Linked DNA regions of Sus scrofa: regions 2 and 3 are each linked to region 1. Evidence: chromatin contacts called from public HiChIP or PLAC-seq data. All regions are on one chromosome and are shown on one strand. Each heading gives the region's core, a stretch centred on a gene start, on an enhancer-like site or on the middle of the called end of the contact. The rest is flanking DNA. Distances are from core to core; before and after follow the strand shown.

Region 1 (4,117 bases), core at 835-3,334:
AAAAAAAAAAAAAAAAAAAGGACCTGCCAAGATCACATTGCAAGTGAGGCAGGACTTGGCCCAGGTTTGCCGGATTCCGGAGCCTGGACCTGTCCCTCACACCCTGAGCAATTTATTTAATTTCTTTTCCACGTCTGTGAAACTGTTGGGGTTTTTGGTCTATTTGGGGGTTTTTTGTTTTAGTTTGGTTTGGTTTGAGGTGTTTGTTTTTTTGTTTTGTTTGTTTGGCCCATGCCTTCGGCATGCAGAAGGGATGGAACCCCAATAAGAAGGCCAGGGATTGAACCCCAATAAGAATGCCAAATCCTTAACGGCTAGGCCACCAGGGAACTCCTGTGAAACTGTTTAACAGCTTCCACCATGGAAGTGGTGTTCTCCCATCCAAGTACTAACCAGGCCTGACCCTACTTAGCTTCTGAGATCAGAGGAGATCCTGTGCGTTCAGGGTGGTATGGCCGTAGTGGAAGTGCTGTTTTGAGGATTAAATGAGACACTCTTGCAGAGACCAAAGCACGGCCCTTACACACGGAAGTGCCCTCTAAGTGACAGCTTCTGCTGATGGTCTTTACCCCAACCTGAGGGGTTCCCTGTTCCCAGAGAAGGCAAGGAAAGCTCTCGGTGGATCAGGGATGGATCTGTCCTCAAACATTCCCTAAAGCTGCTCTGTGCTCCACTCTGAATTAGGTCCCAGCTCAGCCCTACATGCTGCGAACTTCTGGAAATGCACGGGAGAACTAACAATATAATTAGAGTCAAGGGTTGTGGCACTGGGAGCCCATGTTAGCCCACTTAGGGGCAAGCCATTTAACCCAGACTGGCATGGGTTAAATGGTATGTATGTATATGCAAGTGTGTGTGTGTGTGTGTGTGTGTGTGTGTGTGTAAGGTGGATGTCAAGAAGGCTTCCTGGGAGTTCCCACTGTGGTGCAATAGGATAAAGGCGTCTTGGGAGCAATAGGACACAGGTTCAATCCCTGGGCCGGCACTGCGGGTTAAGGATCTGGCATTGCTGCAGTGGTGGCTTAAGTTGCAACTATGGCTCAAATCTGATCCCCGGGCCCAGGAATTCCATATGCCACCAGGTAGCCAAAAACGGGGGGGAAAGAAAAAGGAAAAAAGAGGGCTTCCAGGAGAAGGTGATATTGAGGGGGGGGAGTCTTTCAGGAGCTGGCCAGGTAAAAAAAGAAAAGAAGGAAGAATATTCTGAGCTGAGGAGACCAGCTATGCAAAGGCCAGGAGCAAAAGTCCAGGGCGCTGGGGAGCAAGAACTGTCAGCCTCAGAGCCTGAGTGACAGGATGTGGCTTTTCCCAGGTCTTTGAAGCTTCATTTGCTCCTGAGGGTCAGACAGGTCTTCAGAGCCCTCTCAGAGGTTGGCAGACAATCTCAGAATTGTGTGACACATCCCTCCCCTAGTAAGGACCTAGGCAGCCAGGTCCTATCTCCGCCCTGGGCAACTGGCCACTGCTGCTCTGTCTCCCCTCTCCAGGGTCCACCGGTGACCGGCTGCCTCTAGCCCAGTGCCTCTCTGGCCTCACGACAGAATCCCTGAGTAATTTTTTCGTTAATTTTTTTTTTTTTAAAGCTGGGCCTCATCCAAAGCAATTAAGCTAACAATTCTGAGGTCCTGCCACACATTGGTATTTTTTAAAACGTTTGTCAAAAGTCATCGAACTGCACAGTTAAGACCTACGCATCTTGCTGGGCGGAAATTATATCTCAAAAAAAAAAAAAAAAATTCCATTCTCCAGGGGACTCTTCGGCCAGGGTGGAAAGCCACTGGTCTAGGCCAAGGGCTCCAGCGTCCGAGAGGACACCATGTGCCACTCTCCCCAGCACACCTACCCGCTTCTCAGGACTTCGCTCGGAACTAGAGCGTCCACGGGTCAGAGGGCAATGAGATTTGACCCAAAGATAACATCTTTAGCATCTATTTTCCTCCTAGCAACCAGCTGTCTTAAGCTTCTGATTGGCTGGGCAAACGCGGCGGGCTAGTTTCTAGTCCTAACTTCTTATTGGGCAAAAGGAGTGTCAGTCTCTGAGCTTCCCACCCTCCTGTTGGGCAGAAGCTCCACGGCTGCTCGCCCAACGGAGCAAGGGGAGGGACGAAAGAGCAGGCTAGGCCTTTATTAGTCCTCTTGCCTCGGTGGCGGCCGTAATTCCGCTCTTTTCTTCGGCTGGGTTAGCTCGCAGTCCCTCTGCTCCCGAGACTCGCCCTCGGTGACCCCGCCCCCTGGCTCTTCCAGCGCGCCGATTGGCAGGTGGCGGGGACTGGTTGGCTGCGAGGCGAGCGCGCCGTGCCCGTGGAAAGAGAGCGGCGCGGCGCGGGCGTGCGGGCAGCCACCCGGCTGCATGGCGCGCTGCGAGCGGCTTCGCGGCGCGGCCCTGCGCGACGTGCTGGGCCGGGCGCAGGGGGTCCTGTTCGACTGCGACGGGGTGCTGTGGAACGGCGAGCGCGCTGTGCCGGGCGCCCCGGAGCTGCTGGAGCGCCTGGCGCGGGCTGGCAAGGAGGCGTTCTTCGTGAGCAATAACAGCCGGCGCGCGCGGCCCGAGCTGGCCCTCCGCTTCGCGCGCCTCGGCTTCAGGGGGCTGCGCGCCGAGCAGCTCTTCAGCTCCGCACTGTGCGCCGCGCGCTTGCTGCGCCAGCGCCTGCTCGGGCCTCCGGACACGCAGGGCGCGGTATTCGTGCTGGGCGGCGAGGGGCTGCGGGCCGAGCTGCGCGCCGCGGGGCTGCGCCTGGCGGGGGACCCCGGCGAGGACCCGGGCGCGGCCCCGCGCGTGCGCGCCGTGCTGGTGGGCTACGACGAGCACTTCTCCTTCGCCAAGCTGAGCGAGGCCTGCGCGCACCTGCGCGACCCCGACTGCCTGCTGGTGGCCACCGACCGCGACCCGTGGCACCCGCTCAGCGATGGCAGCCGGACCCCAGGTGAGCGCGGGTCTGGCAGGGAAACTGAGCTGGGGCGCGGCCTGCGGTTTCACCTCTAGGCCTAGGGGTGAGCGGAGGGGAAGGGCGGCCCCAGGTGACAGGTGGCGAGCGGGAGGGATGTGAGGATGTCCCCCAGGATGCTTTCATGTCCACATCTGGTGATTCTTGCAGCCTGTGAAGGGCAGCCCTGGGGTCTCCCTTTGACAAATGAGGAAACCGAGGCCCACTGTGGATCAGGGAGCTGCAGACAGAATCCAGGGCTCCGACTCCCTGGATTAGGAACCCAAGCCTTCTTGAACCATCTTCAGGGGCTCATTTTGCCCCACTCGTCGTCGGGGTGAGGTCGGAGAGTTGGGGATAAGGTGTGGAAGAACTGGACTGTTGGAACACGTTTCCAGGGGCAGGTTGAAGGCAGGTGGGTGGGGAGCCCGAGGTGGATGGAGTTTGACCTGAGTTCCACTTCCAGCTCCAAGGCTCTGTAATCTTTTTGAGTTATGTAACCTTGGAGCATCTCTACACTGGGTGTAAAGTGGGAATACTAAACATGGCAGTTTCATGGAGAGAGTGATCAGGGGAATGTCTGTTACATAGTAGGTGCTCAGATGATGCCAATTTTATCAGGAGCCTTCTCATGTTACAGAGTTGTGTGAAGCGCCTTGGTATCTGTTATTTAGTTTCAAAATTACTCTGGAGATGGAAGTTATTGTCCCATTTTTTAGTTAAACAAACTGAGGCTAAGAGGAGGGAAGTGAGCTGCCCAAGAGCAAGAGGACCTGAACTTGGCTCTTGAGACCACCTTACCCGAACCCCGAAATCCCACCCCCTCCATCCAAGGCTGTCATCTGGGAATTCAGAACTGCAGAGGAGGCAGGAACAGTCGAGACTCCTACATCTTGGAGCGTTCAAGTTAGACAAGAGCAGATGGTAAGAAGAGGCTAAGTGACAATAGTGAGTGTGCAGGCGGTAGGCTGAGGGTGGAGATGGCTCTCCATCACACCCTCCCTGCTGGCCACTGACTCAATTGATATCCGATCCTGGGAGGGCAGAGTGGAATTGACGGAGGAATAGATGCAGTATTATGATGCGAAGGCAGGGAGAGTCTAGAGCCGAGGAGATCTGGGAGGGCTTCCTGGAGGAGGCATCTTGCGGGACAGGACACTAGGGGATAGAGCAGGGTTTGGACCATGGCAGAA
Region 2 (3,868 bases), core at 1,108-3,607, 170 kb after region 1:
CTGAAACATCACCGTATTTTTTTCTTTTTTAGGTTGGATAAACTCTGACTACCTCTTAATATAACAACAATTTTGTATCATCTTCCTCAATGAGAATGGAAAGAAAATTTAGTCTTTCCTTTAGCATAGATCAAGTGATTTATTTATTTATGTCTTTTTAGGGCCACATCCACAGCCCTTAGCCTGGGAAGTTCCCAGGCTAAGGGTCAAATTGGAGCTACAGCCGCCGGCCTATGCCATAGCCGCAGCAACGCTGGATCTGAGCCACATCTGCAACCTACACCACAGCTCACAGCAACATCAGATCCTTAACCCACTGAGTAAGGCCAGGGATCAAACCCGAGACCTCAGGGTTGGTTAACCGCTGAGCCACGACGGGAACTCCAAATTTTTTATTGCTCAATGAATTTTATTACATTTATAGTTGTACAATGACCATTACAACCCAATTTTATAGCATTTCCATCCCAAATCCTCAGCATATCCCCCCACCCCCCAACCTGTCTCATTTGGAAAACGTAAGTTTTCAAAGTCTGTGAGTCGGTATCTGTTCTGCAAAGAAGTTCATTGTGTCCTTTTTTTATTTTTTATTTTTTGTCCTTTTTAGGGCTGTGCCACAGCATATGGAGATTCCCAGGCTAGGGGTCTAATCCGAGCTGTAGATGCTGGCCTACACAGCTGTGTCAGGATGGGATCTCCCATTGTGTCCTTTTTTCAGATTCTACGTGTAAGTGATAGCATACGGTGTTGGTGTCTCACTGTCTAACTTCCCTTAGCATGACAATTTCTAGGTCCATCTATGTTACTTCAAATGCCATTATTTCTTTACTTTTAACAGCTGAGTAATATTCCATTGTGTATATGTACCACGTCTTCTTTATCCACTCCTCTGTCCATGGATATTTAGGCTGCTTCCATGTCTTGGCTATGGTATATAGTGCTGCAGTGAACATTGGAGTTCATGTATCTTTTCAAGTCATGGTTTTCTCTGGATAGATGCCCAGGAGTGGATTGCTGGATCAAATGGTAATTCTATATTTAGCTTTCTGAGGAATCTTCATACTGTTTTCCACAGTGGTTGCACCAATTTATATTCCCACAAAATTTTATTATTGATAATTTGGAAAAATTCCTCCTGACTTCACAATTCTTTTTTTAGTAATGCCATGAACATTTTGAGAGTTGTCAAAGTTGAGGGCAACCAGTATCAAACTTTTTTCCTATATTAACTGTAAGTTTTCAGTTAATTTCAACCTTTCTAGTGCCCTGATTAACCTTAAATACATATTTCATTGAAGACACCCATTGATCCACAGCCCGTGGTAGCTGTATCTTATACACTGAAGGCAGTAACTATTCCCAGAAGAGTATCACATAAGCATATCTTACTAAACTCAAATGTTCCCAGTAGGAATGTCTCTGAAATCCCAAACGCCACTAGACACAGGGGTTAAGTGTGACAGGAGAAATTGAAATAGAAAACGGTTCTAAGGAATTGCAGTAGAAATATTACTTTTGCAAATTTCACAAAAACCCTGTAACTATATTAGCACTCTCCTTGAGCCAACGAAGAGTCCCGGGGACTCCATGAGCCTTTTAGCTTAGTCCTACGATGGTATCACCGCTCGGTTTACAGACAAAGGAGTAAACTCAAAGCAAAAATGCGACATGAGAAGCTGGGGCCAGGCATTGCCATTCTAAATGGCTAACCTAAGGCTCTGGACCCACATATTGGCTTGTATCGCTTTGTTTTACAACCCGGTCCCTAACTCTAGGTCATCCCCAGGAGTCCAACTCCACCCACAGCGTGAGAGTTCATGCTGTAAGCGTGGGTAGGTCCCACGACAACGGCCTCACACCGCAGCTGGCTTCACCTTTGCCTGTTGCAACCTTAATGTCCAAAGTTGGGAAGCGCCTTTTCTCAACGCCCTCTCAACGCCCAAGTCTCAACTTTTACATCCAGTAACTTTATATTGTTGAGGTCGAAACGTTTGAAGACATTTTTCGCTACAGGCAACTCGCTTAACACCTAAATCCACATTCAGCCCCCCCCCACCCCATGTCGGAATTTCCCTTCACGCGAGAGGTCCGCCCGCGGGAGCTGTCAGCCATCTTTTGTGTGGCATCATTTTGTAGCTTCTCTTACTTTGCCCAACCTTTATTACGCTGAAATATTTCATGTCCTTATTTCTGAATGTTTTCAAGTACTATTGAGTCATCTTCTTTGTAGAGTCTCTATTTGAAGATAGAGGAATAATGTGTTTAATCTCATTCGCCCTTCCCAGCATGGCTGCCTCAGGTTGCCGAAGGCCCCGGAAGAGCTTCTGGTTTCCCAGCCAACTCGAGATGGGCTGGACTTCCGGCGTCCAGACGCAGGCGAGGTGCGCTTTTTCCGCTCTTTCCTCCTGGGCCTCGGAGCGCCGCAGCCATGTCTTATCCCGCTGATGATTATGAGTCGGAGGTAAGCTGCCCCTAGGCGTGTTCTGGGCGCCGCAACATGGACAGGGCTCTTTGGGTGTTGGGCCCCGCGGGGGGACAGTGTCTGGGTCTCTAGGAGCCCCCGTGGGCCGCGACCAGCCCCAGCCGGCCTCTCTGCCAGCACTGCTCTCACTGCTGCCACCCTACCCTCCCGGCTCCTCATCAGCCTGGTCTCAGCCCGCCCACCTCGCGTGTCTCGTTTTCTTTTCCTTTTCTTTCCGAAGCCCAAGAACGGAGGCTGGTCATAGGGTTCTGTGTTTCTGTAATTGAACTCTGATTTCTTAGGCCCTGGCCTTAGTCCTGCCAAACCTCGTCGATTCCCACAGCTTCTGTGCTTTGCTGTATCTCATTGCAGCTGCAACGCGGTATTGTCGTTGTCTGTTTATTCTCCCTTTTCTCATAGGGATGTGAGTTCCTCCAAGGCAGGGACTGCGTCTTACCCCCTTTGTATCCTTAGAACCCAGGAGGAGCATTTTGGATTCACGAATTGGTGACGGTCTTGTTTGTCTCTTTCGTTAACAGACTGCTTATGATCCCTATGCTTACCCGGGCGACTATGATATGCACACAGGTGAGTCTACAGTTTGTCTGGCTAGCTGGGTACTTCTAGGGATTGGCACCCTTTTGAATGTCTCAGAACAGCTTTGCCGGGCACCTGTTTAAGACTACGTCTTGATAGTCCAGGTTTGGAGTCAAGTTACTAACTCTCAAAGGGAGGGTGGTATATAGCCTATTAAACCAGGCCTTTTTCATGGTCCATCTCAAAGTCTCAGAAGGGAAGGATTACTGTCTCAGCTGTTTAAACTATTAGCTGAAGAAAAAAGCCTTTTGGGGGGGGGGCTGCCCCTGTGGCACGTGGGGATTACTGGGCCAGAAACTGAACCCTCACCACAGCATCGACCTGAGCTACTGCAGTGACAACATCAGATCCTTAATCCACTGCACCGCAGGGAAATTCCAGAAGAAGACATCTTGTGAAAAGTTAAAAGTGATTCAAACCAAGTCCAGATGAAACCTTTTTGGAAGGTTTTTGAGGTTTCCTGGGTTGTTACGATGACTTGGTTTGACTTAGCCCTTTGTACGTGCCGTGTGTTGTCCTGGATACTTTGTGTGAAGTATTTCATTTAGTCCTTACAGCAGTTCTATAAATACATAAATTAATGTTTCCATTTTCTAGGTGAAAAAACAGCACAGAGAAATTTAGTTACTTGCATCAAGTCATATATGTAGAAAACAGCAGTCATTCGCTCAAAAAAATCAAGTGCCTACTACTAAATTCCTTCTTTTCACAGTTTTCCCCCTACCTCCCACACGCACGGAGAACTCTTTCTCGTCTAGAGGCACCTGTCTCATACACCTGGGTACAAGACAGACAAGGTTCTTGCTCCTA
Region 3 (4,212 bases), core at 1,051-3,550, 250 kb after region 1:
ACCCACTGAGCAAGGCCAGGGATTGAACCTGCAACCTCACGGTTCCTAGTCGGATTCGTTAACCACTGAGCCACGACGGGAACTCTCAATACCAAATTCTTAACCCACTATGGAACACTTTTTTTTTTTTTTTTTTTTGGTCTTTTAAATGAGGTCCCCTACCTCTTAATATGGAGAAGCATTAAAAATATGGCCCATGGCGTTCCCCTGTGGCACAGCGGGTTAAGGATCTGGCATTATCACTGCAGCGGCTTGGGTTGTTGTGAGGCATGGGTTTGATCCCTGGCCCAGGATCTTCCACATGCTGCAGGCCCTCCTGACCGTCCAAAAAGAGTCCTAGGGTCCAGAAATCCCTCGGCCCAGGAAGCCTCTGTGGACTGCCGCTTACTTTTCATGGTGTCCATGATGTGGCGCTGTTGGAAGTTAGTCAGTTTGGATTCCTTCATCATGGCTGCAAGACAAAGCACTTCAGTGAGGCCTCCTGGGCTGCGAGCAAATGTCCTCGTTTTGCCTCTGGACCCCATTCTGTACCTGTGTACTCCCGCTCTTCCTTTCCTGCTTCATTGTTTTCTATAGCACCCATCACCATCTAAGTTCTATATATTTTACTTATTTATCATTGTAACATTCCTACTGAAATATTAGCTCCATGGATGCAAGTCTTTTTTCTTTTTTCTGTTTTGCCTTTTTAGGGCCACACCTGCTGCAAATGGAAGTTCTCAGGCTAGAGGTTGAATCGGAGTTGTAGCCATTGGTCTACACCACAGCCACAGGAATGCCAGATCCGACCATGTCTGCGACCTACACCACAGCTCATGGCAATGCTGGCTCCTTAACCCACTGAGTGAGGCCAGGGATGGAATCTGCGTCCTTATGGATGCTAGTCAGATTTGTTTCCACGAGCCACGAAGGGAACTCCACAAGATTTTTTTTTCTTTTTCTTTTTTTTTTTTTTTTTTTACTGCTGTATCATCAGCAACTGGAACAATGTCTAAAAGCTCACAGTGGGCTTAAAATCTTTTTTTGTTGTTGTTGAGTGAATGAACAAGCAGTCATTAAGCATGTGCCAGGGGCTGGAGTTACAATTGCGAGCCAAAACAGGCACCGTGTCCTGATGGGAGTTCATGAACTAGAAGGGCAGATGGATGTTAATTCAACATGAATTCATAGGGACACACAAGGTATCTGACTACAGGTTACGCTAAGCCCAGTGAAGGAAAAGGCACTGGGAGTGTGTGGGCACCTAACGGTTGGTTGCACTGTGTTGGTGGTGGGTGGGGAGGAAATAAGGCTTCTCTGGAGAAATTGAAAGTGTGATATAGTATGTGTCACTGGGTCACCATGCTGTACAGTAGGAAAAAAAAAATTGTATTGGGGAAATAACAATTACAAAAAAAAAGAATAACCAAAAAAAAAAAAGTGTGATATAAGGGATGCATAGCAGTTAACTACTCTAAAATTCGTGAGTTCTTTGACTTTTGGCCACTTTCGAGTTGCAGGACCCCCAAACTTTCCTGAACCCCAGGCTTCTTATCTGAAAAATGAAAACAGCAATTGCAAGCCATAAGTCATGCAGGTGAGAACTGAGTTACAGAGGTTAACAGTGACTACCGCTCTCCTTTTGTCCTTTCATGCACTGACACCACCGCCCCGCCCCGCCCGACCACCACTGACCTCTGAGCAGCTCGCAGGTTCTTGGGGTGTAAGCGGCCGGCTTGGGGCAGCGCCAGAAGCCAGTTCCTTTGGTCACAGTCTCCACCCTCTCCTGGGAAGCCATGGGAGGGCTCTGAGGAGGGAAAAACGCGACGACACACCCCCTGTCTCCCATATACAACCTCTGCTTCCGCATCCCCAACACCACCCAAAGTTTGGGTCTGGCGGGGGCGGGGCCCGCAAGAGAATCGTGACGCCGCCCATCAATATCGCGACAGTGCCCAATCCTCCCACCCGGAACAGATCCACTGGCAGATACACACATGCGAACAGAGACCTCATCCAGACCCGGCGCCTGTGGCAGGGAAGCCACCTCTGGAGGAAAGGGGCGTTAGGGTAACCTTGCCCGTTGTGTGATAGACCCAAACGGAAACCTCACTCTTAGGTAAGACTCCGGCTGGGTGCCCACTGAGAGTGGCCGCTAGGCTCTGAAGGAGCACCCGCGCCGGAGCCCTGCAGGAATGCTTTTGAGATCTCCGCTGCTCAAGCTCTGGTTATACACTCTGGCTACCATGGTAACAAGCTCTAGCTTCTCGGCGCGTGCGCACTATCGCCCTGCCGATCCTCCCGGAAGCAATTGCCTCTAGGTCACAGCGCAGGCGCAGAGTGCGCGTGGCGCAGCTCGTGGCGGAGGCGCGCAGTTTGCGGGTCTCCGCGCGACTCTTAGCGCAGAACCAGGGAGCTGCGGCGCGGGCGTCATGTCTGACAACGAGGACAAGTGAGTGCGGGAGCAAAGTGAGCTTTGCCGAGCCTGGTCAAAGGAGGTTAAGGAGCCGTTAACCGAGGGGCAATGCGTGAGGGGACTGGGGGTATTGAGGGGCCCGCGGAGCTGAAGAAGGGAAAGGCGGGGGGACCAGGAGCTTAGACCTGGTCACAGGCTGGGCCAAGAAAAGCCCCAGTTTGAGGATCCGGAGAGAATCAGTGAACGTGGTATCTTTCCACAAACTTTCACGGAGTCGGGCTCTGTCTCTTGATTTGGAATTACTGAGGTGAATTAGGCATAGCTCCTGCTCTTCAGGTAGGGGGCCCTTTCTAGAAAAGGGGACAGGCCCACAGACGGATACTGCAGGGGTCGTGTGAATTGCACGAAGTATGTAAAAGAAACCCAGCGGAGGGTCTGGGGAGACTTGAGGTGGTAAAAGTCTGGGAGGCTTGCGGTAATCCAGGAAAAAAAAAGGAGTGACTTGTACTAGGTAATCGTAGTAGAGGTAGTGAGAAGTGGTTTTGATTTCTGGGTTTATTTTGAAGCTAGAACCGGAAAGATTCCCTGAATGTGTGGAGGAGAGACAAAAATAGAGGCGTCTTTAGCATAAGAGTATTAGTCAAAGCTAAGAGAGGGGGCGATCATGGGGAGGCGGCAGGGGGGTGGGTGGTCAGTAGAGAAGAGGAGATGAATGAGCGTCAGAGCATCCTAACTGTGGAGTGCCTGGAGGGAAGAGAAGCTGAGAAAGAGCCACTGTGAGGCGGGGGAACACCAAGACCGCGAGGTGTCCTTTTCTTTCTTTCTTTCTTGGTCGCCCTTGTGGCATCTGGAGTTCCTGGGCCTGGGATCAGGTCCGAGCCACAGTTGTGACCTATGGCACAGCTGCAGCAGTGCTGGATCCTTAACCCACTGTGCCGGGCCAGGGCTCGAACCTGTGTCCCAGTGCTCCAGAGATGCTGCCAGTCCTGTTGCGCCGCAGCGGGAACTCCAGTGGAGAGTGTTTTGAGTGAGAGGGAGTGATTCGGTGTGCCACCTGACAGATCAGGCTAAATGAGAACAAGAATAGACCAGTGGATTTAGCAACGTGCAAATCATTGATGAACTTGAAAGGAGTGGTTTTGGTGGAGCCAAGGAGCTGAAAGTCTTTGGGAGTGAGATGATGACAGAATGTGAGGAGAAGAATTGGAAATGGCGAAGATGGACGACTCTTTCATGAATTTTTCTCCCACAGGGGGGCATGGAAATAGGGCTCTGGAGGGAATAGAAAAGGAAGCTTTGGCGTTCCTGTCATGGCTCAGTGGTTAACGAATCTGACTAGGAACCATGAGGTTGCAGGTTTGATCCCTGGCCTTGCTCAGTGGGTTAAGGATCCGGCGTTGCCATGAGCTGTGGTGTAGGTCACAGATGCGGCTTGGCTCTGGCATTGCTGTGGCTCTGGTGTAGGCTGGTGGCTACAGCTCTGATTAAACTCCTAGCCTGGGAACTTCCACGTGCCGCGGGTGTGGCCCTAGAAAAGACAAAACCAAAAGAAAAGAAAAGGAAGCTTTGTTTTAGTAAGTTGAGGACATCAAATGACTTAATAAATTATTATTATAAAATGATTTACTCAGTAAGTGCATATTTATTGAGCACCTCCTGCTTATCAGATCTATGCCCTCTTTGATTCTTGTAAGTGATGCTCTGCTTTCTTCTTGTACAGTTTTGATGGCGATGACTTTGACGATGTGGAGGAGGACGAAGGGCTAGATGACTTGGAAAATGCCGAGGAGGTAAGTGTTTAGCCTTGGGCTCTCCTC

Evidence for each region. HiChIP or PLAC-seq counts read pairs in DNA pulled down with a chosen protein or histone mark.
Region 2: a contact with region 1 is called in an H3K27ac HiChIP or PLAC-seq map of alveolar macrophages. The contact joins the promoter of EIF3L here to the promoter of PDXP in region 1. A contact is called at or near these places in 1 of 5 promoter capture datasets (fetal skeletal muscle) and 2 of 2 datasets of contacts at active chromatin or transcription factors (alveolar macrophages and skeletal muscle).
Region 3: a contact with region 1 is called in an H3K27ac HiChIP or PLAC-seq map of alveolar macrophages. The contact joins the promoter of POLR2F here to the promoter of PDXP in region 1. A contact is called at or near these places in 1 of 5 promoter capture datasets (fetal liver) and 1 of 2 datasets of contacts at active chromatin or transcription factors (alveolar macrophages).

Annotation. Positions count from the first base shown.
Region 1 is chr5:10,167,693-10,171,809 of Sscrofa11.1, reverse strand. PDXP (pyridoxal phosphate phosphatase) reads left to right here and starts at 2,084. Exons shown (of 2, transcript XM_021091503.1): 1 at 2,084-2,924. The coding sequence starts at 2,351.
Region 2 is chr5:9,994,554-9,998,421 of Sscrofa11.1, reverse strand. It overlaps EIF3L (eukaryotic translation initiation factor 3 subunit L), which reads left to right and starts at 2,357. Exons shown (of 13, transcript NM_001244086.1): 1 at 2,357-2,461; 2 at 3,001-3,049. The coding sequence starts at 2,429.
Region 3 is chr5:9,915,809-9,920,020 of Sscrofa11.1, reverse strand. POLR2F (DNA-directed RNA polymerases I, II, and III subunit RPABC2) reads left to right here and starts at 2,300. Exons shown (of 5, transcript XM_003481541.3): 1 at 2,300-2,431; 2 at 4,116-4,185. The coding sequence starts at 2,412. C5H22orf23 (UPF0193 protein EVG1) reads right to left here and starts at 2,235. Exons shown (of 7, transcript XM_003481544.4): 1 at 1,977-2,235; 2 at 1,675-1,786; 3 at 389-451. The coding sequence starts at 1,777.